Regions from separate parts of the Mus musculus genome. Here regions 2, 3, 4 and 5 are each linked to region 1. The links are chromatin contacts, called in public Hi-C and HiChIP or PLAC-seq maps. All regions are on one chromosome and are shown on one strand. Each heading gives the region's core, a stretch centred on a gene start, on an enhancer-like site or on the middle of the called end of the contact. The rest is flanking DNA. Distances are from core to core; before and after follow the strand shown. Region 1 holds the start of Znhit6 (zinc finger, HIT type 6). Region 2 overlaps Col24a1 (collagen, type XXIV, alpha 1). Region 3 overlaps Ddah1 (dimethylarginine dimethylaminohydrolase 1). Region 4 overlaps Col24a1 (collagen, type XXIV, alpha 1). Region 5 overlaps Col24a1 (collagen, type XXIV, alpha 1).

The links. Hi-C and Micro-C count contacts between places; a contact is called where the count stands out from the background. HiChIP or PLAC-seq counts read pairs in DNA pulled down with a chosen protein or histone mark.
Region 2: a Hi-C map of beige adipocytes shows a contact between it and region 1, with 2.5 times the contacts expected there. The contact joins the enhancer-like site here to the promoter of Znhit6 in region 1. A contact is called at or near these places in 17 of 39 promoter capture datasets (the 3T3-L1 cell line, 3T3-L1-derived adipocytes, the HPC-7 cell line and 9 more), 65 of 484 Hi-C or Micro-C datasets (the AML12 cell line, the Ba/F3 cell line, the C2C12 cell line and 24 more) and 9 of 115 datasets of contacts at active chromatin or transcription factors (the NIH/3T3 cell line, embryonic stem cells, epiblast stem cells and 2 more).
Region 3: a contact with region 1 is called in an H3K27ac HiChIP or PLAC-seq map of trophoblast stem cells, with 2.5 times the contacts expected there. The contact joins the enhancer-like site here to the promoter of Znhit6 in region 1. A contact is called at or near these places in 11 of 39 promoter capture datasets (the 3T3-L1 cell line, 3T3-L1-derived adipocytes, embryonic stem cells and 6 more), 3 of 484 Hi-C or Micro-C datasets (embryonic fibroblasts, embryonic retina and nephron progenitors), 3 of 115 datasets of contacts at active chromatin or transcription factors (astrocytes, extraembryonic endoderm stem cells and trophoblast stem cells) and 1 of 9 other capture datasets (macrophages).
Region 4: a contact with region 1 is called in a Hi-C map of Sertoli cells, with 2.2 times the contacts expected there. The contact joins the enhancer-like site here to the promoter of Znhit6 in region 1. A contact is called at or near these places in 6 of 39 promoter capture datasets (the 3T3-L1 cell line, 3T3-L1-derived adipocytes, the SN4741 cell line and 2 more) and 1 of 484 Hi-C or Micro-C datasets (Sertoli cells).
Region 5: a contact with region 1 is called in an H3K27ac HiChIP or PLAC-seq map of embryonic stem cells, with 5 read pairs. The contact joins the enhancer-like site here to the promoter of Znhit6 in region 1. A contact is called at or near these places in 5 of 39 promoter capture datasets (embryonic stem cells, liver and stem cell-derived epiblast-like cells), 7 of 484 Hi-C or Micro-C datasets (the HL-1 cell line, the N1E-115 cell line, embryonic fibroblasts and 4 more) and 5 of 115 datasets of contacts at active chromatin or transcription factors (the NIH/3T3 cell line, embryonic stem cells and pancreatic cancer cells).

Annotation. Positions count from the first base shown.
Region 1 is chr3:145,573,660-145,578,313 of GRCm38.p6, forward strand. It overlaps Znhit6 (zinc finger, HIT type 6), which reads left to right and starts at 2,549. Exons shown (of 10, transcript NM_001081094.1): 1 at 2,549-3,337; 2 at 4,443-4,508; 3 at 4,593-4,654. The coding sequence starts at 2,709.
Region 2 is chr3:145,414,590-145,419,695 of GRCm38.p6, forward strand. All of the region lies in intron 24 of Col24a1 (collagen, type XXIV, alpha 1), which reads left to right. Among named protein-coding and RNA genes, the nearest start is that of Gm35133, 25 kb to the left of the region's middle. Within about 2 kb of position 3,397, at least 11 of the 459 cell types and tissues checked have an H3K27ac peak or open chromatin away from gene starts, as enhancers often do. A contact at or near this core is called in beige adipocytes and embryonic fibroblasts, where this site is marked.
Region 3 is chr3:145,815,090-145,819,842 of GRCm38.p6, forward strand. The region is part of intron 1 of Ddah1 (dimethylarginine dimethylaminohydrolase 1); the gene reads left to right. Among named protein-coding and RNA genes, the nearest start is that of Ddah1, 59 kb to the left of the region's middle. Within about 2 kb of position 1,887, at least 48 of the 459 cell types and tissues checked have an H3K27ac peak or open chromatin away from gene starts, as enhancers often do. A contact at or near this core is called in extraembryonic endoderm stem cells, liver, neural stem cells and 1 more, where this site is marked.
Region 4 is chr3:145,372,171-145,376,886 of GRCm38.p6, forward strand. The region is part of intron 19 of Col24a1 (collagen, type XXIV, alpha 1); the gene reads left to right. Among named protein-coding and RNA genes, the nearest start is that of Gm35133, 17 kb to the right of the region's middle. Within about 2 kb of position 1,786, at least 14 of the 459 cell types and tissues checked have an H3K27ac peak or open chromatin away from gene starts, as enhancers often do. A contact at or near this core is called in Sertoli cells, where this site is marked.
Region 5 is chr3:145,441,950-145,446,975 of GRCm38.p6, forward strand. All of the region lies in intron 31 of Col24a1 (collagen, type XXIV, alpha 1), which reads left to right. Among named protein-coding and RNA genes, the nearest start is that of Gm35133, 52 kb to the left of the region's middle. Within about 2 kb of position 1,437, at least 5 of the 459 cell types and tissues checked have an H3K27ac peak or open chromatin away from gene starts, as enhancers often do. A contact at or near this core is called in embryonic stem cells and stem cell-derived epiblast-like cells, where this site is marked.

The DNA.
Region 1 (4,654 bases), core at 1,299-3,798:
GCATGGAGATCTTGAGGCATAGTAGCTATAAAAAACTTAGGCCCAGGCAAGGTAGTACATGCCTTTAATCCCAGGAGAGTAAGGCAAGGGATCCCTAGGGCAAAACAAGTCCCAGATCCAAGCGTGATAGTTCATACCTTTAATCTGGGCCAGAGCTTATACTGGAGATCTACATAAGACATTGAAGAAGGAAGATCCCCTCTTCTTCGCCGCTTGCATTTACTTGCCAGCACATCTGTTGGAATCTACTTCTACAGAAGACCAGCTGAAACAACTGGCCTCATGGGCCTGAGCAACTAACTACTAGATCCTTGGACTTCCCATTCACAGCTGCCCATTGTTGGGGAGTTGGGGAACAGACTCAAAGTCATCATAACAAATTCCCTCAATACAGAAGGACATTCCATATTCTGTGACTCTAAAGACCCCTGACTAATACAGTTGGTACGAACATAAATAGCACAGCCATTATAGGGCTCAATATAGAGGTTCCTTAGAAAACTAAAATTAAAGGTACCATCTTCTCCAGCAGTTGTAATCTTCCTAAGCTACAGGAACCTAAATCATCATACTGCTCAGTAATCTGTTTCTACTGGGTGTGGTGGCACAGGCAGAGGCAGGCAAGTCTCTGAGTTCAAGGCCAGCCTGGTCAACAGAGTGAGTTCCATGTGGGCTAGAGCTACACAGAGAAACCCTGTCTCAAAAAAACTAATAATAATAATAATAATAATAATAATAATAATAAATTTATAGAGTATTATTATTAAAAACTGGCCATGGTGACACATGCCTTTAATCCCTGCACATTAGAGCATGTGGATCTCTGTGAGAACAAGGCCAGCCTGGTCTACAAAGCTGATGAGGACACTCATCAGGACAGCCACAGCTATGCAAAGAGACTCTGTCTCAAAGAAAGAAAGGAAAGAAGGGAGGGAGGGAGGGAGGGAAAGAGGGACAGAGGAAGGAAGGAAAACGAAACCTGCCCATTCATGCTGATTAAGCACTATTCACAACAGCCAAGATATGGTATCAGCCTATGTATCTATCAATAGATTAACAAATGAAGAAAGCATGGTATATATAGACAGTATTTTTCCGCTATTAATTAGAACACAAATGTTATTGGTAGAAGTACGAATGACACTTCTGTAAATAACCTCAATACAATCACCAGCTCACCAAGTTGGACTTGAGTGGAATCCTTTGGTCTGTTGTCAGTTCCTTCCTGGGGTGAATAGACATTTTTTTTTGTTTTCTCAAATTTCAAGAAGCTATAGAAAAAGTCAAAGGTCAGAGATTCTGCCTTTTTAGGCTTCCCTGGTTGGCAAACCGATGACTTCTCACATTTCAGTACCCTTCTCTACGTGCATCCATCCCACTTATATGCAAATTCCCTCTTATTAAACACACCAGTCAGAGCTGGGCGTGGTGGCGCGTGCCTTTAATCCCAGCACTCGGGAGGCAGAGGCAGGTGGATTTCTGAGTTCGAGGCCAGTCTGGTCTACAAAGTGAGTTCCAGGATAGCCAGGGCTATACAGAGAAACCCTGTCTCGAAAAACAAAAAAAAAAAAAACAAAAAAAAAAAAAAAACAAAAAACAAAAAAACAAAAACAAAAAACCACCAGTCAGATTGGGCTAGGGCCCAGCCAAAGGCCTTATTTTAAGTGTTATGCCCTTAAAAGCCTTGTCTTCGAATATAGTCAAAATTCTGAGGTATTGGGGTATAGTGCTTCACTATACGGATATTAGGGGCTACAATTACCCTGTGACAGCCAGCGTTTCAGTTGCCGGCTGTAGATCTTTTTGTAGTTGGTTCCCATGCATAGTTTCATGTAATCTTTGTGGGAGCAGATGAGAGTGTCTCTCCTCCCCTTCCTCTTTTTCCTTCTCCTATTTGTTTTGTTTTTGAAACAGCCCTGACCCTAGGAACTTACTATGTAGACCAGGCTAGCCTTGAAGGTTACAGAGATCCTCCTGCCTCTGGCTTCTAAATGCTAGGATTAAAGGCGTTTTTGGATGTCCTGGTCCCTAGTATACAGTGAAGAAACCTTAGACCAACGGTTCTCAACCTGTGGGTCGCGACCTCTTTGCTAAACCTCTGCTCCCCCTCTCCACCCACCCCCCAGGAGTATTTATAGTACGATTCATAACAGTAGCAAAATTATAGTTATGAAGTAGACACAAAAATAACTTTATGGTTGGAGGTCACCACAACATGAGGAACATAAAGATCCACACCACTGGTAAGGTTACGAACCACCGCTTTATACAGTCTAAACTTTGGAGGAACATGGGAGTCTGTATCTATTGCCATGCATTATTAGAATTAATCCTTAATACTGATTAAAGTGGGTCACTTATTTGAGACAATAATTCCAGTTCCCAAGACAGCAGTTTCAGCGCCTGAGAAAGGATGTGGCAAGATCCCCGCCCCTGGGTGGGAGTCCTGGTGGGCGTGGTCTCACCTGGCTTTAAGGAGTGGGGCCGGAAAGCCGCCGTGCCGTAAAGAACGCTACACGTCGTGAAGAGTCGTGGCCGGAACAGCTGCTTTACGGCTAGCTCGGCTTCCCGCAGGCGTGCAGAGCTTGCCGCGGCTGCTTTGCTGCACGTGTGGCGCTGTCGGCGGTTCGTTTGGTAATCTCTCTTATTGGCTTGGTGGTGCCACCGTGAAGAACGGAGTGGCAGCTTCGGCCTAGGCTCGTGAGCTCATGGAATCTGCAGCTGAGAAGGAAGGGACTCCGGGAGGAGGTTCCCAGAGGGTAGCGGAGGGGGCGCGGCCGAGGCCTGCGGCTGGTGGGGAGGGAGCCAGGGACTTAGACGGGAGCCCAGAAGCTGGCGATGGAGAGGAGAGGAACGGACTGGCAGGAACTAAGACCACGGAGGATGCGGAGGAGATAAAGATGGACTTAGCTGTGGTGAAGCAGGAAGTAGTAGACTGGTCGGATTTAGACAGTGGTGTTGCGGACAGCCAGTGGGTGAAGCAGGAGGTGGAGGGCGGGCCCGAGGTGAAGGATGAGAAAGGCGTGTTGGAAGTGAAGCAGGAGGCGGATAGTAGCCTGGTGGTGAAAGAAGAGGAGGTGGATGAGCCAGAAGTGAAGGAAGAGAAGGTGAAGGTGAAGGAGGAGGTGACGGACTGGGAAGAAGTGAAGGAGGAGGACTTGACCATAAAACAGGAGTTGTTTGTTGGTCAGAACGTAAAGGAAGAGCAAGTGATGGATGCAGCGCCTATAAAAGAAGAGGGTTCCCTCAAGAGCGAAGCGATGGAAGACGCGAAGGTGAAGGAAGAGCCCCAGATGAACCCCCGAGTGGGCAGCAAGAGGAAATTGGCTCTGTCAAGGTAGGGCGGGGAGAAAACCCAGATGGGAAATAGACTACTGGGTGGACGAGTCCTTAACAGCAGAAAGTGAGGTAAGTTAAACCAGGCGTGACGTGGGTCCCTGAAGTCTGAGTGGTGAAGTTCAGGTTGGGCGTGACGCTTTCGAGGACACAGTGTGATGTGACTGTGTCCAGAAGGGTATGGCCAGGTTAGGGAGTGAAAATTCTGGGCATCAGAAGGCCTTTGTGGAGCCAGAGCTTGTTAAATAAGAAACGCTTTCGCAGTCTTTCTTTTAGAGAGAATAGGATTAGAGGCGCCATCCAATATAAACCAAAAACCAGCAAGTGGGTAGACTAATAGACACATGTCAACTTACTCTTGAATTTATTCCGGGCTCCTATGAATGTTCGTTTCTTGGATGTAGTCTCTTTAATGTGCTCATGTGACAGTACAGAAGATCAGATTGTGGTCAGATTCAGTCTCAAACTCCTTGAGCTGATAGAACTGACTGGTACCAGGTACACTTTGGTTCTCAGTATCACCAGACCCTAGAAGACCGAGGACAGATGAATCATACCATTATTTGGGTGTTCATTCTGAATTCGCTGTGGAACTGGGGAAAGGGCACACATTGCTGCCAGTCTGGGATTCATCCTTCCTTGTTTCTCCGGTGTATATGTTTTTAAAATACTCATATGTAGCTCATGGATTATACTTCTAGACACACACAAAGTCTCCATGAATCACAATTTCAAAAATCGCTGGGCGTGGTAGCGCATGCCTTTAATCCCAGTGCTCAGGAGGCAGAGGCAGGCGGATTTCTGAGTTTGAGGCCAGCCTAGCCTGGTCTACAAAAATCAGCAATTCATATTATTCTCTTAAGTCCTGTAGAAAAAAATGGGCGGGCCAGTGACTTCTTTCATACAGTTTTCTTGAATTGCACGTCATTGTAAATGTCATTTTTAAACATTTTCATGATTTCCAATAGCAGCTATCATATACTTTATCAGAGTTGCTTTGACTACCTGCCTGTAAACTGTGAAATGCCCTTGAGTCCAAATTCTAAGACCGGAAGGACATACATAGAGTTGATTTTGCGTGTTAAGTCTCAGGTGCACTCTTACAGGTGTGAGACTTGTGGGACAGAAGAAGCGAAGTACAGATGTCCACGCTGCATGCGCTTTTCCTGCAGGTAGATATGTAGCTTCCTACCTCACTCCCTGCCTGTGTGCACTCTGACTTCAGGTACAGAGCTGCCTCCTGTTTGTTTCTTCAGTTTGCCCTGTGTAAAGAAACACAAAGCTGACCTGACGTGCAGTGGAGTCCGGGATAAGACCG
Region 2 (5,106 bases), core at 2,147-4,646, 160 kb before region 1:
TGCTTTGGTCAGACATTGCTGTGATGTTTATTCTTCTCATCCATGAATGTGTCATCTATTTCATCTATTTTAAATAACTTTATCATTTGTAAAGATGTGCATCTCACTATTTTTTCTTCACCTTGAACCTGTATTTATGTGTTTTAGAAGGATAGCATTTTTTTCAAAGATTTACTTTATATTTACTCTGTGTGTGTGTGTGTGTGTGTGTGTGTGTGTGTGTGTGTGTGTGTGTGTGTGTGAATGCACACATGAGAACACATGCCAGTGAAGGCTAGAGTCATCATATCTCCCTCGAGCTGTAATTTTGCCAGCAACTAGCAACCGGTTCTGGGGACTGAACTCAGGTCCTCTGTAAGAGCAGGATGCAGGCCGAGCCATCTTTTCAGCCTCCAGAGATATATAGCCAAAGAAACATGGAACTTCGGTCTTCATTTCTGTATGTTATCAATAAGTACCTGCTGAACAAGTTTGAGTGCTAGACACACAGCTAAATAAGACTATGTTTCTAGGTAGCTTCTGGTGTAGACAATGACAAAATATGTATTCATATGATTTTATTAAAAATTCTGTTCTGTTAGTTACATAAGATACTCTAAGGGAAAAAAAGTAAAAGTTGTTTTGGCATGGCTCATAAGGACATACGAGTTGATAGAAAAATTCTAACTTTGGTTGAAAACATATTTCCATTCTCCTGGGTATGGCTTTTACGATGTGAATAGCAGATTTTTAGGAGATGGTATTCTAAGTTCTTATCTGGAAAGTGTCTATCTAATGCTGGAATTTTTGTTGGATGATGTTCTAATAGTCTTCCCTTCAAGCTGAGTCTATATGCAACAAGTTTCGTTCATTGCTAGTACATTGTATCTTCTTCTATATACGCATTTATACATAGCCTTCCTTTTAAGCTTAGTTTGTATGCAACAAGTTTCATTCACTGCTAGAACATTGTATCTTCTTTTATATACATATTTATATGACAGCACAATGGTAAGGCCCCTGTGTTTTGTTGAAAATATGTAAGACAGAGAATGTGTTGGGTTTTTTAGTTTAAGAAGTAAATGGACTGGTGCATGGAAATAATGGAAGGGTCTGGGATAAAGGGTTGTTTGGGGACTCCTGCTGAAATGACTTTGTTGACAGAACATGATGGCCAAATGGCAACATGGAGATAGGCTAGTGAAAATACCCATGCTTCCCCCTTAAAAATGAACCTGTGACCTGTGTAACTTGTGGGCTAAGATCTTCACTGTTAAGGATTATAAATAGCATAAAGTAGGGGTCAGAAAGCTTTTGTGTAAAGGGCCAGTGACTGAATGTTTAAAATTCTGAGCCATATGGGTTCTGTTGCAGGCTCTTAGCTATGGCACTGTACTGTGAACCCAGTCACAGACAACAATGAATGAATGAGCCTGGCTGTTTCCCGTGAAACTTTATTTATAAAAACAGACAGTGGGCATGAATGGGCCGCCGGCTGTAGTGTCTCTTCCTGCTCTGCCATGTTATAGTTGTTCTAGGATGTGGCAGCTTTCTTGTGTCTGTCTTATGTGCACCCTGTTTTATTAATCTTTTGTCATTAACAAAAAAGCAATGAACACAAATATGATTTCTCTGTATCTTAGTTTCAAATCCAAAAACCAATTCAAGTTAGCAGGCAGGTAGTGCTGCCACGGGTCACTGATTGTTTTTTGTTTGTTTGTTTGTTTGTTTGTTTCTTCTTTTGTACTGGTTGCGAACATAATGAATTTATTTGATTTTTATATGTGGGCCACATGTAAACAAAGGATGCAACCAGAAATTATCATTTTCCCTCTAGCAAACACTTGAGATTATTACCAGGAAACATTTCTAAGAACAATGAAGTATTTACTTTGTGTGCAGTATTTCTCATTGAGACAAGATATTGTGCATTTGAGTGCAGCCTCACTTATGATTGGCTCCTGGTTTGTTTGTTTTTTTTTCTTTAGCATAAGATTAAGACATACAAGGCATGATAGTAATACAAGAAAGAAAGGATCATGTGGCTGGCTATTATCTCCTCGTGGCAAACGATGTCTTCACTTTTCAAGGGAGCTTTCCGGGCTTCTCTGCACTGTGTTTTAAAGGCACTGTCCTACCCTTGGGCTCTGAGGTGTCACAGGACCACTCAAGTGCTACTATAGAAGTCCAAAGTACAGTTATGAGAGGAGTGCAGAGACTTGTCAGTGCCTGGTGAAAAAGGAAGTCTCGTGAGGATATCTTCTTCCCTCCGTATCTTCTCCCCTTCTTTTCTTATTTATCTTGAGACTTGAAACAAACACGTAAAAGGTCACCGATTTGTCTGTGTTAAATACAATGTGAGGATTTCCCATCATCTCAATATTTTAACTAAGAAACCACCAGCCAATTTACACAGTGCCTTCCTTCTACAAATATTTATGATCATTTGCATACTCAAGGGTGAGAGCAAACTGAACAGGACACTGCACCCACTTCAAAGACCTCATGCAAGATTAGGATGCCAATGTGAGTATTAAAGGGAAAAGGCTCTGCCTGCTGCAGAGATTATCAGTAAGCCGGATCCGGTGGATCCAGAACACTGGATAAAATTCCTCAGTAGAAAAATCTTTAACTCTATTTCTATATAAATATGAACATCCCATTCTTGGGATGTTGAACAAGATTGTCAATGCCTTTTAAATAACTGGCTCTGCTCTTCCTTGTGGTTAAATCGAATTTTAAAGCGAGGCTGTGTATGAAGAGGGACCTTGTCCACATGTTTTTCAGAATAGAAAGGTGAGATCAAATCTGGTTCAATGACTTTCTTCGGGACTTAAGTGTTAAGCTGGAACCCAGGTCTTGATTGGTGGCATAGTGTATTGTCATCCCCCCCCCCCCCCACACACACACACACACACTCCATTATCAGCTGCAACCATTTGGGGTTTGTGGGAGTGACAGAAACTTGAGAGAGCAGATTTCTCTTACTCTAATTTTGTCTTGGATAGAACTCACAACTTGCCTTTCCTATAAGGGTTGCCTAAAACAGCATCCAGAACTAATTTTGTTCTTCATATTTGAAAAACTACTCTGGGCTCCTAAGTGCACATCCCTCTGTGAACGGGCCTGCTAGTTATTAGTCTCAGGGAGACCGCACAGTGAGGAAGTTATTGCAACACAAGTGTCGCTGCAGGAGAATGTCCTTTATTTCTCATCCAACTTACTTTCTTTAAAAAAAAAAAATAGCCTGAGTTGAATAAAGATAGGTGGCAGCTCTCTGTCGATACTCACATTATCGCCTTTGATTGATTACCCAGAGGCTCATCGTTGGCCGCGCTGCCAGGCAAGTTTGGGACAGCATGAGTGACCCATTCCTTTCTCGTGTTTCCCATAGCACAAGTGTGACTACCGGCATCTGCTCAGAGGACATTCCAGGCATAGCCTCCTGATCATTGCCAGAACTGCCTGGCAATGCTAACGCCTCTCTCTGAGCTTTTATTTTATGACTGCACATTCGCTCCTAGAGAATAAGAGTCAGGTAGCTGATGGGGAAATGTCAGAGCCTGACATTTCCACTTGAATACTTGGCAGACCATCAAGACACTCTTGGTGGGGAACCTTATGTATCCATATGGCAAGAGGCTGGAGTAGAAACTCTGTGACCCAAGATAGACCTGCCCAGTCCCTCAGGAACCTATAAAATTATGAAATATCTGTTCATAGTCTAAATTTAATTGACCATACAAAAATATGTGTTCTTCAGGGTGGCACATGATATTATGCTTTCAAGTATTTTGTTGACTAAATAAAAGAGTATCTATTTTATGGCATTTTAATAAAATATTGATAAATGTAGGATTTTCATCAAATTGTTTTTCTTTGGTTGTTAGGCAATGTGTACAGAGAGTGTTTCGTCAGTGCCTTGAAACCTCAAAGCATCAAATGCTCATGTGCTTGAATGCTTGGTCCTCAACTGCTTAGCAGTGTCTTGAAGGCCATGTAGCCTTTAGAAAGTATTCTTTACTAAAGGAAGTGGTTCACTCAGGGAAAGTCTTGTGGGTTATAGCCAGCTGCAGTGCTACCATACTCCCCTTCTCCTCCTCCTCCTCCTCCTCCTCCTCCTCCTCCTCCTCCTCCTCCTCCTCCCACTCCCCCTCCTATTCTACCTATAGGTTCACCAAAAAAGTCAAGAGTCCAATCCACACTTTTCCACTGGACACTGGCATACTTTCTCCATGGTGAACTATATCTTTAACTAAGAGCCAAAATAAATCTTCTACCACTTTAGTTGCTTTCTGTCATGTACTTGGTCATATGAATGAGGGAAACATTACTCAGGTCCCAAGTTAATTTTTCCATGCCACATTTTATTTATGCTATGTAGGTAAAGTACCTATGAAGTCAGGCCCTGTGCCCACTCCCAGGATGCTACCATGTATACTCACTAGACCTTTTATTCTTTAGAGATGGTCTTTTCTGTCTATATCAAGCACACCAAATTCCTAGGTAGCATGCAAGTATAATCTAGTGATTAGAGAGGGACATGAAAATCCCAATTATGGTGTGTGTGTTCTTAAAGGGGGACAGGGCTAACTTACTATGAGAAAGGACAGGCCACTTCTATAAGCAGGAAAAGTTAGGGCCTAGTGGTTCAGACTCTTCAGGGGCCTCTGTCAAGACATTCCCCTCACAAGTGTCAGAGTTTAGTTTTTCCTGAACCAGTTTTTTATTGACCCTAGCACATTAAACTCATCTTAGTTGGGAATTTAAGCTTCTCTGCAGTTTGGTCAGTATGGTAAAAAAAAAAAAAAAAAAATCAGGAACTGAATATAGTTTGCCACTAAAAGAGATAATTGCCCAACCATTTCATTAATGAGCTCTGGGTAACATATGGCCCACCAGGGGGTTAAGTGGCCAGTCTTTCTCATTGTACTCTCATCAGGCCTGGATGTAAGTCTGTCGCTGAGGCCTTAACCCGGAAGTACTGATTTAAAAAGCAATGAGTCTTAGCTTTAGAGGAGGGTGGGTGGTTTGCACGTGTGTTCCCCCACCTCTGCTTTATTTGCGTTGTTCACTGACTTAGTCAAAATATATTTATTATCTTCTGTAGTCCAGGAATTATGCTGA
Region 3 (4,753 bases), core at 637-3,136, 240 kb after region 1:
TTATTTTATTTTGATAAACAGTTCTAGTAAACCTAAGGCTTTATTGTGAAGTGGCTGAGATACAGCAATATAAGGCCCAAGTTTTTTCAGTGTCCAGGATTGGGGGAAATCCTTTGACTCCATTCCAGCACATACACAAAGATGAAGGGAGGCCACCATGTCCAACTGTTCCATTTAACAGATTGACACAGTGACAGTCTCAGTGGAATTGACCTCGGCGACTCAGCCGCCAGAGTTAGGCCAAGGTGACCTAACTCTGAATGGTATGCCCAGGTACTAAAACAGCATAATTTCATCTATGAAACTAACAAATAGAACAACTTTGGTTTTAGAATTATTTATTTTATTGAGACTGAGTCCATGCCCTAGAACTATGTAGATCAGTTTGGCTTTGAACTCACAGAAACTCACCTGTCTCTACTTCCACAGTAGGGCTGAATTAAAAGCATGCGACACCACACCCAGCAGTGATTTAGGATATTTTAAATGAAGACCCCTCCTCCTTGTCAACTTGTAAGTTTGTCTTCTGGGTCCATTTCTAGTTAGAAGTTCTATATTCGTAGTGAATACTGTAATCTGCACTTCAAAACTGCCTTAGCTACAAAGCACTGATGCTTCCCCTAAACCAGAAAAGTAAGTAAAAAGAGGACAGAAGCTGGACATCTCTGCCTTTGCTCTGTATCTCTTTCTTTAACTCATCAGCAGTATTAACAGTGTCCTGTTCCAGTCCCCTAAATGTCACCTGAAGTTCTCCAGTTACTGTCCTAAACCTGCAGTCACCTTGGATTCTAGGAACGGCGGGTCAGACCTTTCTGACAAGGAACCAACCCTACCTGCCTGACCTCTGCAAGCCTCAGGTAGCAGACGGACCACTCCTCAAAGTGAGGGTAATTGTCATAGTGGTAAGGCTACATCCTGGAGCAGGGCCACTCCCTGAAGAACCAGGATAGGAAGACTGTCTGGTTATGCACAGTTCTTGCCCCTGCCCCAGTTCTAAATGTATTCCAGCCCAAATCCCATAGCAGTTCCTTGAAGATGCACTTGAGTCACTAAGCCCCACTATGCACTTCCTGGCCCCAGTGTGCCATACTGTGTGCCATATCATCATGTGCCATACTGTGTGCCATATCATGTACCATATCATTGTGTGCCATATCATGTGCCATAGTATGTGCCATATCGTCTGCCATATCATGTGCCATAGTGTGGGGGTCATACTGTGTGCCATATCATCATATGCCAAACTGTGTGCAATATCGTCTGCCATATCATGTGCCATAGCGTGTGGCATATTGTCCCATCTCCTTTCCCTATTTTTTGCCATTACTCATCTCTTTACTTGACCAGTCCGGTCTCTGAGACTCCCTAAGCCAAGACTTTGCCCTGAGGCTCCAGTGGCAGTCCTGGATACTCTCCATACTGATAGTTTCCATCCTCATGTTTACATCAAGACACTGCCTAGAGGGAACTTCAGATTCCATAGAAGAAGGGTGCGGTCCCTCGGGTCTGCCCCCACTCCACTTGTTGATCACTTCTTACATGGTTTCCGTGACCACCTACTTGGCATTTGATAATTTGTTAGACTAAATCACAGGATTTATGCTTAAACTTATCAATTCATGAGCAAGGATAGAACATAGGAATAGCTAGGGGAAAACTGACGTGTAGAACAGTATATGAGTGAGCCAGAAGTCCATGTTTTTCCTGACACACTGTCCTCCCAGTACCTCCGTCTGTTCACTAACCCTGAAACTCACCAAATCTTATCACTGAATGTTTGTTACAGAACACAATCTCTAGCTACCACCACCCTTTTCCTGGAGATCACTGGGTGAGTCTCCACATTCCAAGCCTACAATCCTCTGGTCTTCTGACCAACTGCATTTGGAAGCTGTCTAGCCCCACCCCCTCCATTCTGCCTGTTATAAATTCAAGTGCTATGGAAGGAGGCTTGTTATGAATAACAACAGACATACTTATCACTCAGGAAATCCCAGGGTCCTTAGGAGCTCTGTGCCAGCAACTGGAGGCAAAGGCCAATTTAAAAAAAATGCATATTGTAACAAGACTACTGGACTTTGTGCTCCCTGTAGCAGAAAATAACACATCTCTTGAATCCAAAAGCGGCTCAGGATCGATTAGAAGCAAGTTGAGAAGCAGTAGAGCCAGGATATGTCAAATCTTCTACTCTTTTATGTCTTCCTTTCCTCTCCCTCCAAAAACAAAAACAAAACAAAAAACCCCGAGTACACATAATAACGGGAGGCAGGGGCCCCATCTCTCTGGTCCTTTGTGCAGAGAAATGTTCAACCTCGTGGGTCAGCCACACTCATGCTGGATGGCTTGGCAGGCAGCTTCCCTTCACAAATAGGAGACAGACTCTGTTGTTGTCCCTGCTCATCAGAGCATCCTCTGCCTGACTGTTCCCAGAGCCCTGTGTGGGAAGCCTTGTGGCAGCTCAACAGAGGAAGGCGTCACTGGGCCGTTAAGTTAGCTTGCTGTGCTTGAAGATGAGGCTGTGCTAGGGAAGTAGACCTTGGCGTTTCTCCATCTTGGGACAGTTGTGGGCATGAGGTAAGAATATGTCAGGAGGACATGGTCTTTTCTTTCTGTAGAATTCATAGAAAATCAACTTGAGTTTCTTCTTCTATAAGTAATAAAGATGTTCATAAGAGATCTTCTGGGGGGAAACCTAGTTCAATTCCCAGCATCCACATGGTACTTCGAAGCTGTCTATAACTCCAGTTCTAGGGTATCCAATACCCTCACACAGACATATGTGCAGGCAAAACACTAATGCATATGAAATAAAAATAAATCAGATCATTTTTTAAAAAAAGAGGTCTTCTAGAGGTGTCAAGTTTGACTACACGTTCTTTTCACTGTTGCTGAATTATATGCCATCATTGTAAGGCAGTTTGGGATATTTTACTAATTGCCATCCCAGTGCCTGAAATTCCCTCCCACTTCCATTCCTGTTGTGGGAGCGTGGCTGATTCCTTCAGAGTATGAGCTCAGGGAATTCATCTGAGTGGGGTTGTGTCACACACTCAGCCTTGCCTCAACTATTCACTTCACACAAGCATACATCTTCTCTTTGGTACACACAGGGACAAACCTGCACACACTAAACAGTAAGGAAGCCAATGAGATGGAGCCATTGGTCTGAGCACTGAGCCACAGTCTCAGTAAAGGTGGTTCCAAGAAGAGGATTTCATGCAGCGTCCAACACAGAGCCCCACACAGCACCAGCCATCAGCCCACATCTGTCTACTGAGTGAGTGTGTAAGCCAGCAGATGAAGGCAATGCACATTTGATGTTCTGAAGTTTTGTGTGGATTGTCTGAGACTCCTAGTTAAAGACGCAATAGTAAGTAATGAACATCTGATGAACATTGGCTGGGCAGGAATCATGCTCTGTCACTGAGCTACATCCCCAGCCTCCGAGCACCTTACATACAATGTGTTTACCATCTCAGTTTTTAATGTGAATCCTACATTGAAGAAACTGAGGCTTTGAGTATAAGTAGGTTGCATGGTCGGCTAGGCAATCAGAGTATAGGATTTGAACCAAGTCATTCAATTCCAAAACACACAAACCCAACCATTTGGCTGCATAGCATCCAGGGAGTTGTATCCCTTTCATGATGTCTGGGCCAGTGAGACTCTGTATTAGGTCCAGACACTCTACATTAAAAGTCACAGATAGCATCATAGAGACAACAAAGGTGACACCTTGCTTTCTCGTATCTCAGAGAGCAGCAGCTTATCTTAGAAAGGTCATTGTGGTGGGATGTTTCCAAGTACTTCAAGAGGAGACATCTGTGGCTTCTTCCGATGAAGTTCTTCTGTAAAATGTAACCTTATCTTTATCCCGGGTCCCAGTAATGCCAGATAGCAGATCTAGGCTGTGGCTGAGGCTCCTCTAGGGAAGAGGAAACAGGTAACTGTCACCCCGACTTCCAGGTCACTTCTCAGGAGAAGCAGTGGACATAGCTAAAATCAGGTTTTAAAAAAAATCTTATTACACTTCATGTATTTATTTTGTGACTGTGTTCCATGGGACTTATGGAGGTCAAAGGTCAGCTTTCAGAAGTTGATTTTCTCTTTCCATCACGGGAATCCCCAGGACTCGGGTGAATGGTGAACAACTTTGACAGCAAGCCCCCTTTCCCCACTGAGCCATCTTGCTAACTCAAAAAAATAATTTTAAAAATACATTTTGTCCAGATATGTATATTATTTCTGTATCCTCACAGTTTATGACATTTACTCTCTCTGTAATTTGATGTAAATAACATGTATATTACTCTACTTACTTTGTATTTCAAAGGTTGATGATCAAGGCACAGCTTACTGGTGTTTTAACAACTCTGGGACCAGGCTGGGAGTACGGCTCGGGGTAGAGTACTATCTAACACAGGCAGGGTGCTGGGTTTGATCCTGGCATTACAAGAAGAAAAAGGAAAACTGTGGGCTCAGCTGTTGTCCTGGGCCCCCTCCCTGCTTGGCTGGCCTGACCTCAGAGTGGCTGTATCAGATAAGAGGTGATACCCCACACTCTAACCACATAGGTTTTCTAGGAAAAATTATTTAAAGAAGAGGCTAGCGAGCTTCCAACTTGTTGGTAATATTTTAAAATATGTTTCGCATCAGGACACTCCCCGCAAAGCAAGCCGTTAAAGAACGTGGTTATCGGCCAGGGCTGTGGCTCAGTACCTGCTTTGACTGACCCTTTATTCTCTTCAGATAT
Region 4 (4,716 bases), core at 536-3,035, 200 kb before region 1:
CTGAGTGGGTTCACTTAAGGGTATCCTGTGGATAGTTACCAGTAACAACAACCACATTTTATACGGCGTACATACACAATGGGATTTTATTAAGCCGTAAAATGAAATCATGACATTTGTAGGAAAATGGAAAGTATTATCTTAACTGAACTATCCCAGATCCAGAGAGACAAGCAATAGCAATAGCAGGGTTTCTCTCATAAGCAAATTCTAGATCTTTATTTTCATATACTCGGGTATGTAAGAGGATAGGGTAGGGAACTGGAGACAAGACAATAAGAAGGAAGAAAGAAGGTTTAAGTGGAGGTTAAGGTGGAAGGAGAGAGTTAAAAGAGAGTTATAAAATATATGTAACACTAGGGCAAAATGGAAGTTGGGGAAGGGGGAGGGAGGGAGGGAGGGAGGGAGGGAGGGAGGGAGGGAGGGAGGGAGGGAGGGAGGGCGGGCTGAGGGCAGTGTGGACACATAGGCACAAAGCTAGTGTGAACAGAAACCCTTCAGTGCCCCCAAGTGCTCCCTCAAAGAGTAAAAACTGTAATGACAATGAACACATTTTATCTTCCCATTCTTTACCACTCAAGTACCTTCATTTGGACTGGATGGAACCATTGCCAAACTAGGAAGGCATTGGGCTTGGGGGAAAGTCAGAGCATTCCCCAAGTCTCTGCCTGGAAATTGTCTGGCCTGTGGTCCAGCAACCTTGTTAAATTATTAGTATCACTCATTGCAGCAGAGCGTGGCACAGAAAGAAAAGAAAAAGCATTCTGCAATGTTTATAATACAAAGTAACAAAAGAAAGTCACTTGTAAGTTCTGCTGTGAAAACCTTCCAGTTGCCATTTAGTCCAGGAGGAGCAGGAGCAGGCAAGGAGAGAAGCCTAGCCCTGGGAGGCCTGGGTGAATCTGACCTAAAGCTGTGGTAGCTAAGTCTGTGGAGGATCCCAAGCTAGAACCGAGCGGAAACACACACATGGACTAGACGCCTTCATATTGGTTTTTATTTGTTTATTTTTAAGATTGTATTTTTTTATTTACTGCATGTGCATGCAGGAGATGGGAAGTGCCCTCAGATGCCAGTAGAAAGGGTCAGATTTCCTGGAGCTGGAGTGACAGATGGTTATGGCTCTGTGGCTTGGGTGCTGGACTCAAACTCTTGTCTTCTAGGCTTTTAACCCTCCTCAAGTGCTCTTGACCTCTGAGCCATCTCCCCAGTTTGCTCCCTAAGTTTTATTATTTTAAAACTCCTTTTAGAACATTTTTGTAACCTTCATACCTGTATACATTCCCTCCCTCCAGCTCTTCCCTCACTCCCACCAAACATATTTCTTGTCTGCCTCCCAATTTCATAACCTGCTCCCACCCCCCCCCTCTCTCTCTGTGTGTGTGTGTGTGTGTGTGTGTGTGTATCTCTTTGTCTCTCTCTGTCTGGTTCCTCCTCCTCCTCCCTCCTCCTCCTCCTTCTTCTCCTCCTCTCAGTTTTAGCCCGCTAGGTCCAAGTAGCCCATATGCCCATGTGTGTGGGGTCATTCCCTAGGGCATGGGAAACCTAACACTGGACACCTTCCCTGCAAGAAAAGTGACTCTGTCCTTTAGCAGCCATCACCTGCCAAGGGCCTCTCAGCTGGGGTGGAAGTGAAAAAACCCCTCCTTCCTCAATGCTGAAACTTTCAACCACCTTGACCTTGTGCAGAACACAGCTACTATGAGCTCATGTGTGTAGCAGCCATGGCATGGCAGAGGCCAGCCATTCACAGCTCTACCCCATACAGCTATAGCACAGAGTAGCCGGGAGAACAGGGCTGATTTGTGAAAGTGCAGTGAGGTCTACTATTCTAGCACTGTTACCCACAGACAGCTTCTGTGCTCACTAACAGCACAAGCTCTGTGTCAATGTTTTAATGGCTAAAAGTTCTCTTAGCTTCCCATTTTCAATATTTCTCCATGTATCCTTGAATAATTTTTCCCATGTAAAGTTTAGTATCCATCTTATCTAGCTTCATTAAAAATACCATCCTTGTTTTTATTGGCTAGAGTCTGTGCTGATAGATTAAGGGAGTGTTGATATGATCACACTAGTGAGTCATCTTCTCGAGAACAATGCCTGTCTTTCTTTCATTTGCCCAAATCTCCTTTTCTACTTTTTTTTTGAGAAATATTACTTACAATTTTCCCACATGATAGTTTTGCATAGTTCTTTGTAAATTTGTTCCTATTTATTTATTTATTTATTTATTTATTTGGTTTTTCAAGACAGAGTTTCTCTGTGTAGCCCTGGCTGTCCTGGAACTCTGTGGATCTGGCTGGCCTCGAACTCTAAGATCTTAGAGTAGATCCACATGCTCTCTCTTCCAAGTGCTGGAATTAAAGATGTGCACCAACACCACACCTGGCTCCAGTGTTATATTTTTTTGTTGCAATTCTTGGTAGAGTTTCTCTACCTTTATGTTTGCTGGTGGGTTTTGCGTGTGCACATAAATAACATTGATTTCCCAGTGTTATTTTCAAGTTTGAGACTATAGTATTTTCTGAGTTAACTTTATCACATTTTCCTAGAGCTTTGCAGCTGTGCCCTCGTGTGACTTCCAAACTGACATTATTTGAGTTCTTCCCCGTGCTTCTTATGTCTCTGACTCAATTCTCATGGTAAATCATACCATGATGAAACTAATACAGTATCAGAGTTGGAAGTACATCCTCACCTGGCCCCTAAGTTCCCTGGAAAGGTAGTGATTTCTCCTGATGTGAGTGCAGGGGTCAGGAAGAAATTATGTATATATTTGAGTATGTTTTTTAAAAACAGTCAATGCCCTTTTGAAACGTTTTTAAAATTTGGAATAATTGCCACATTTATGACATATACATGCATATTGTCGAATGTGTTATGTCACTCAATACCGTACATCTTAAAGGTTTAGACAGATGCATCACTGTGGAATCATGAATAGTGTCACGACTTAAACCTCACCTGTAGTCTTCCTATGCATGCTGGAAACCATAGCAACTTTTGTATTGCTATGGATCACAACTGGATCTCCTCTCTCCAGCCTCCACTCTCCTCTTTATACTTGGTGGTATAGCCTAAAATGTCATAACTGAAGGACACACACCACGAGGCCCCTAAGTTCTCATCTGTGATCCATGTATTCCTTCCTGCCTTGTTGTGTAAAAGCCGTCTCCTTGCTCATAATTCTGTGAGTCTGTTAGGCATGCTTGTAGAATGACTTTTCTTTCTGTTTGTTCATATTTGGCCACAAGAAACCCGAAGAGTCCCAGGGGCAGCCATAACTTTAGATTTTCCAGGAACCTCATGGCGTTTCCTGACAAGAGAGACACATTTGAGTGCCATGACCTCAGACTCTGTAGGGTCTAGGGCTGTGTGACATGAAATATGAATCACAGTGTATCGTTGAGAATTACAGTAAATAAGACCAAGCCTCCCCCCAACCCCCTACTTCTTGGTCTCCTCAGAGTTTCCCTATCCAGGACAAGTGCCACGAGAAGGGTTTTTAATGAGTATACAACATGGCACTTGGTTTCACCTTTAAAAGGCTGCTTCAATGCTGAGTGAGGAAGGCTGCCTCTATGTTGCAGAGTAACTCAAGGCCACAAGGTTGTATCCTGGGCTCAGCTTCCTACCGTGTGAAGCAGGCTCTGATTCAGAGACTATGACCTGTGAAATTAAATGCTATGGATTGAGCATTTGGTATAGTACAGTAGAAGCTCCAAACAAGGAAGCAACAAATGGTACCCATTGTCTGTGGGGACACTGACAACACTGAGATGGGAAGGGACCGAGTGTAATACACTTGTCACTGAGTGGCTACCTGGCTTCATGCAAGAATGAAGCCATATTGGTAAGTGTGTTTATCTCTGTTGCTACCATTTTGCACCATCAGTATCTGTTGTCAGGTGTAGCAAGTGGTAGCCCATCTTTTAGACCAATGCATAGCCCAGGTCTTTATCACTCCCGTGCTACCCACTCTAGTCTGAAGGTTGCCAATGAAGAAAGGCTAGCTAATGTCAGTTGGATACGACATTGGGCATACTTGCATACTTGATTTTTAGTCATTCTTCTTTGACATATACTTTCTAGTGAGCCTTAAAATGTGATACAAAATCTTCACCCTTTGTGCACTGAGCCACATATCCCATCTAGTTATTGCCTCTTCGCTTCCCTTCCACATCACTTCTACCTGGACCATTGACCAGATGGCTCTACCATCTCACTTTAGGTCTTGTCTCTCCAGGAATAGAATGACCTGGTATCCTGCTCACAGATCTATCTATTAAGCAAGTGTTTCCTCTTGGCCGGATTTCAGGATATCTTGCTATGCAGCTGCTGCCCATCTCCAGCTAACAGCCACTGAAGCAGACCCACCCTAGATCATGATCAGCCTTTCTTCCTGCTCTGCCTGGGCACATAGGTCCTGCCTTTCCATCGCAACCTCTACTGTCTTGTGTAAAAGGCAGGAGAGAAGATATGATGAGTATCTGAGGGTTAACTTGGAAGTCTTGGCTATCTCTAAATGCGGTGTTTTTGTGCCCACTGGGCCTGTTTGTGTTCAGTCATAGTTATAAAATTTTCCATCTCAATTTATGACTTGGCAGTTCCCAGAGAACATAGGAAATGCTGGGTGTGGATTTACTTAATACCTCAGGATCAAGCATTCTTTCTCTGCCAGGACCCACTGACACCAAGAGTTATTTCCACAAAACA
Region 5 (5,026 bases), core at 187-2,686, 130 kb before region 1:
ACATAACAAAATCATACAAGAAGCATCCAGGACCTCTCTCCTAGCTTCATCCTAACTCGCCTCGGGTGCTGTCTTCTCTTTTGCAGTGCAGAGTCTCACGCCTCTTGCATAATGAGTAGTATATCTCTCATTATACTACTGTAAGAGTTTTCAGTGTTTTATAGCGCTAGACATTTTCCAACCATCTCACATCTTACCAGAATTGTACAGATTTTTCCCTGGGCATCAATAATTTCTGTGGCCGTCATCATGAAAGAGTAGAGAAATATTGAACACTGCATAGACAAACCTTCGCTTCTGATAATTACACAGATTACACACAAGGACTTTTAAGAGCTTTCATTCTGAATCATAATGTGAGTGACACTTTGATTTGTCATGTCAATATATCTGATGGCTTAAATCTAAATAATTTGAAATTTTAAATGGATGACAACTGAGGAGTCATTAAAGGCCAGGACCTAGGGGCTTCAGCTGGTAGTGGTTGTACCTAGGACAATGTTTGCTTGTTCCTGTTTGAAGTCTGCTGCCCCCTGCCTGTTGTCTTTTATTATAGCAGTGTACTTGACAGCAGTCAGATCTAAAATACCAGAGATTTGGAAGAAAGTAAATGACTGTCCTGAAAAAAGAGAGGTGTGTTTACTCTTGTGCATTAACTGAAGGCATTCTCAGAGAGCACCTGTGTGTCTTCGTAATCACCATGTTTTAGTCATCACAGTCAGGGTTAGCAATGCTTCCTTAGAGTCTGACCACTTTGCTTTATTGCAGGCAAGCCTGAGCTCAACTGTATCCCTTTAATTTTAATATAAAAAGCCTCACAGAAATAGAATTACTTATATGTATATTGTTGACCTTCATTAGAATTTTACCTTCATTTTCTGCTTAGACGATTGGAACATCTCCTCAATCCCATGAAAGGAACTAGGGTCAATTTGCAACTGTCATACAGCCCACAAGTCCTGTGGACTCCTGGAAGGGTAAAGCTGCCTTAAAAGATGTCACAGCTTGGACAGAAAATAATGAGTTTATAATAACTGTTGAAGTTTATGAAATCTTTGCCTACATTGATTCCTCCTTAAGTGAAATGAAATCTTAGATCTTTCCGAACCATCCAATTCCATCTTAGAGGCTACTAAGTGCAGCTAGTTTGTGTTATATTTCACACAAACATGGCTTTGTGGTGTGTTATCAACAGCCACGGCCTTTTGGCATGTACCTGTCTTAAATTCGTATGGTTCTGAGATCTGAGACTGTCCAGCCCTCATTAGCACACGTTATTCCCAATTCAGACCAAAGCCACAATATGTACTTAGAATGCTTCTTGATGAGGATTAATAACTGCCACCTGCGCTGTTGGAGGCGGGGCTGCACACCTGCTGCAGTCAGGCTGAAGGGCATTGACTGACCTGCTTGAAAAACAAAGTCGAGACAGTGAAAAGCAAAAGTACAAAAAGCTTCTTTGGAGAAGTCCAGGTACTCCATTCAATTGCAAATTAGCAACGATCAGGCTAGACTTAGAGCTCCTGGTGTGGGGGAGGTGACTTTGAGAATCACAGAAAGGCTGTAACTTTCTGGGAGAGGAGGCTGTGCTCCAAATTAACTTTTCAACTAAAGAGGATTTTAGCTATAATCAAGGTCAGAGTCATACTTAATGGAAGATTCAGGATCTGTGTCCAGTTGACGAACTAATCTTTCAGGTAGCCATGAGCTCCGTCTTCTTTTTGTGAAAAAACACAGACCGAGCCTCTTCCCCAGATTAGGACTGGGTCTGGACCCTTCCATTCATTAGTTAATGGGTCCCGCCACTTTACCATGGCATAAGAACTAGAAGTAACTGGATGCCAGTGGTGATCCACTGCAGTCTGACCTTTAACATCAGTTTGCAAAAAATTTAGAACAAATAAAGCAAAAGCAAGATGTGCGTTTGGTGACCTTGGGGGATATAACAGCCCCTGTTTTGTTTTTAAAAGTCAATTTTTTAAAGTGTGATGAGCATGTTCAACTATTCTTTGTCCCATGGGGTTATAAGGAATTCCAGTTTTATGTTTGATGCCAAATTCTTTACAAAATGAAGTAAAATTTTTGCTAGAATAGGATGGTCCGTTATCTGTCTTAATAAGTTTAGGCAATCCCATGGCATTAAAGGCTTGTAGGCAATGATCAATTACATTTTTGGAGGCTTCTCCAGTATGCACAGAAGCAAAAAGAAATCTTGAACAAGTGTCAATACAAGCATGTATATATTTTAATTTTCCAAATTCTGCATGAGTTACACCCATTTGTCAAGTATGATTAGGCATAAGACCTCGTGGATTAACTCTTAAATGTGGCACTGGAGATAATGTAATACATTTAGGACATTGTTTTGTAATCATTCTTGTCTGCCCTTTAGTGATTTTATGTTGGAGCCTTAAGGTTATGGCTAGAGAGATGAAATTTTTCATGATCACATTTGGCCAAAGCAACAGGATCTGAAATTAAGGCTTCTATTAGAGCTCAGTCGATGCAATCATTGTCTTCAGCTAAAGGTCCAGGAAGACCAGAATGAGATCATATGTGGCCAATATAGAACAGGTGTTTTCAGGCAAGAATGATGTTTTGCCATTGTGAAAACAGGAATCTTGCTGGCGTATTAAAGTTAAACGTGCCACAGGTCCTAATAAGGGTACTGATTGTGCAACATATAAACTATCAGTAAAAATATTAAAAGCCTCATGTACAGACTGAAAGACATTCAGTACTGCTGTTAATTCTGCTAACTGAGCTGAGAGGCCAGGAGTCTTTATGATTACCTGTTGATTATAAGATATCCAGCTCACCCTTTAGAAAAGCCATCAGTAAACACCAGAACAGCATTGTGTAAGGGTTGTAAAGAGGTCATATTAGGAAATATCACTTCATGCACATTCAAAAATTTTATCAACCTATCTTGAGGGTAGTGGCTGTCTATAGTTCCTTTAAACCCTATTTGAGCAAGCAACCAATCTGTACTGTGCTGCTTCAGCCAAGTGTCTTGACCTACGCTGTAAGGCTGAACAATAATATCTGGCTCTTTGCCAAAATAAGTTAGTGCCTGCTTCCTTCCAAGGATAATCATCTGAGCTTCATAGTATGCTTCATAATATGGCAAGATATTACGTTTAGAAGAAACCCTCGAATGTATCCACATCAGGCTGAAGGGAGGTTACAGTGGTTATTTTACATATTACATCCACGTGCATTCTGAAACTTCATTGTAAACAGAGCTTTTGTCTAAACATTAATAAAATTGCATTTGCTTTAATATAAATTAGTTGTGTGCTTTAGACCTTGGTGTGAGGAGACTGGCTCTCTCTCCATCTTCTTGTTTGCCATTTCTAGTGGTCTTCATTCCTCCTTGAAGGTTTGAATAGCTAACCGTTGTCATTTCCCTGGAGCCTATGAAATGCCTTCTCAGTTCCTTTTAGAGGAGTCTGCTAATAGTGAATTATCCTTTGAATTGTGAAATATTTTTTTTCACCTTTAATCTTAAAGGCAGTTTTCCGTGTATATAAAACTCTGGGTGTCATTCAGCACCATAGAGAGGCCACTGGGAGAGAAGGGCCTTCATACAAGGAGGCTGACAACTTCCTTCAATTTCAGCTCAGAGGGATCAAATGCCCTCTACTGGTCTCCACGGGTACCTGCACATTCATGTTACACATACACACACACACACACACACACACACACCAATAATAATAATAATAATAATAATAATAATAATAACAGCAAGAAGAAGAAAAATGGGTCCTTTGTGGCTCTACATAGCTACAACAGTCTTTGTTATTTTCATGGTCATTTGGTCCCATAATTCCTGAGTTAAAGCCATGGAGTAGTCAGTTCTGCTACAAAGTCATATATCATTAATAACATCTGAAAAGCCTTAAGCAGAATTTTTATTTTAAGCCAATTTGTGCTTTTCCTCTTAATCCTCAATAAAAAATTGAGAACATGGAAATTGAGTCCCTGCTTTGCAAAACGACCTCTGTGCAGAATCCACAGAATTAATGGAAATACTAAGTGGTTCTGTGTCCAAACATGCTTTACAGAGCAAACCCAGCAGACACCACTTAAAGGTCTGCGCTTCCATTACACACTTCCATTACACACTTCCATTACGCGCTTCAGTTAGCAGAGAAGGCAGAGCAAGGTCTGTGTATTGATCCTGTCTATTAGTTTAGGAGCTTGAAGTGAATGAAGAACATATGATTTTCAGAACTGAAACAGAGCTTTAGCCATAATAAGTAAATGAAAGTAATTTAAAATGAAAGAAAAAAGTTTTGTTTCCTCTTACATAGAAATAAAATGTACCCCATCACAATTCCAAAGTAACGGAAACCCAGGACTCAGCTTGCATGCCCGTGTTCACAGTGGCATGTTGACAATAGCCAAAAGCTGGAGCAATTTAAGTGACCCCCGACAGATGAGTGAACAAAATGTGGTTTATGCATCCATGGGAATATTATTCTACTTTAAAAAGGCTGCTTTGACACAAGCTAAAAGGAAGAACCCTGAAGACATTCTACCCAGTAAATAAGGCAGACACACAAGAGAACAGATGTCATAGGATCTCACTTATGATAATAACCTAGACAGTCAAATTCATGGAAACAAGCGTAGATAGAGGGAAAGGCAGCAGTAATAAGTGAAGCATTGGCAGGGCTTCAACTGGGAAGGTGAAATGGTTCTGGAGATGGATGGTGGACATGGTTGATAAACATTGTGGATCTATTTAATGATAAAGAATTATATTCTCTTTTTCTTTTGCGTGAGTTTTTTTATTAGATATTTTCTTTATTTACATTTCAAATGCTATTCCCTTTCCTAGTTTCCTCTCCAAAAAAACCCCTATCCCCTCCTCCCTTCCCCCACTCACCTACCCACCCAGTCCTGCTTCCTGGCCCTGGCATTCCCCTTCACAGGACCAAGGGCCTCTCCTCCCATTAATGACCAATTAGGCCATCCTCTGCTACATATGCAGCTGGAGCCATAGGTCCCTCCATGT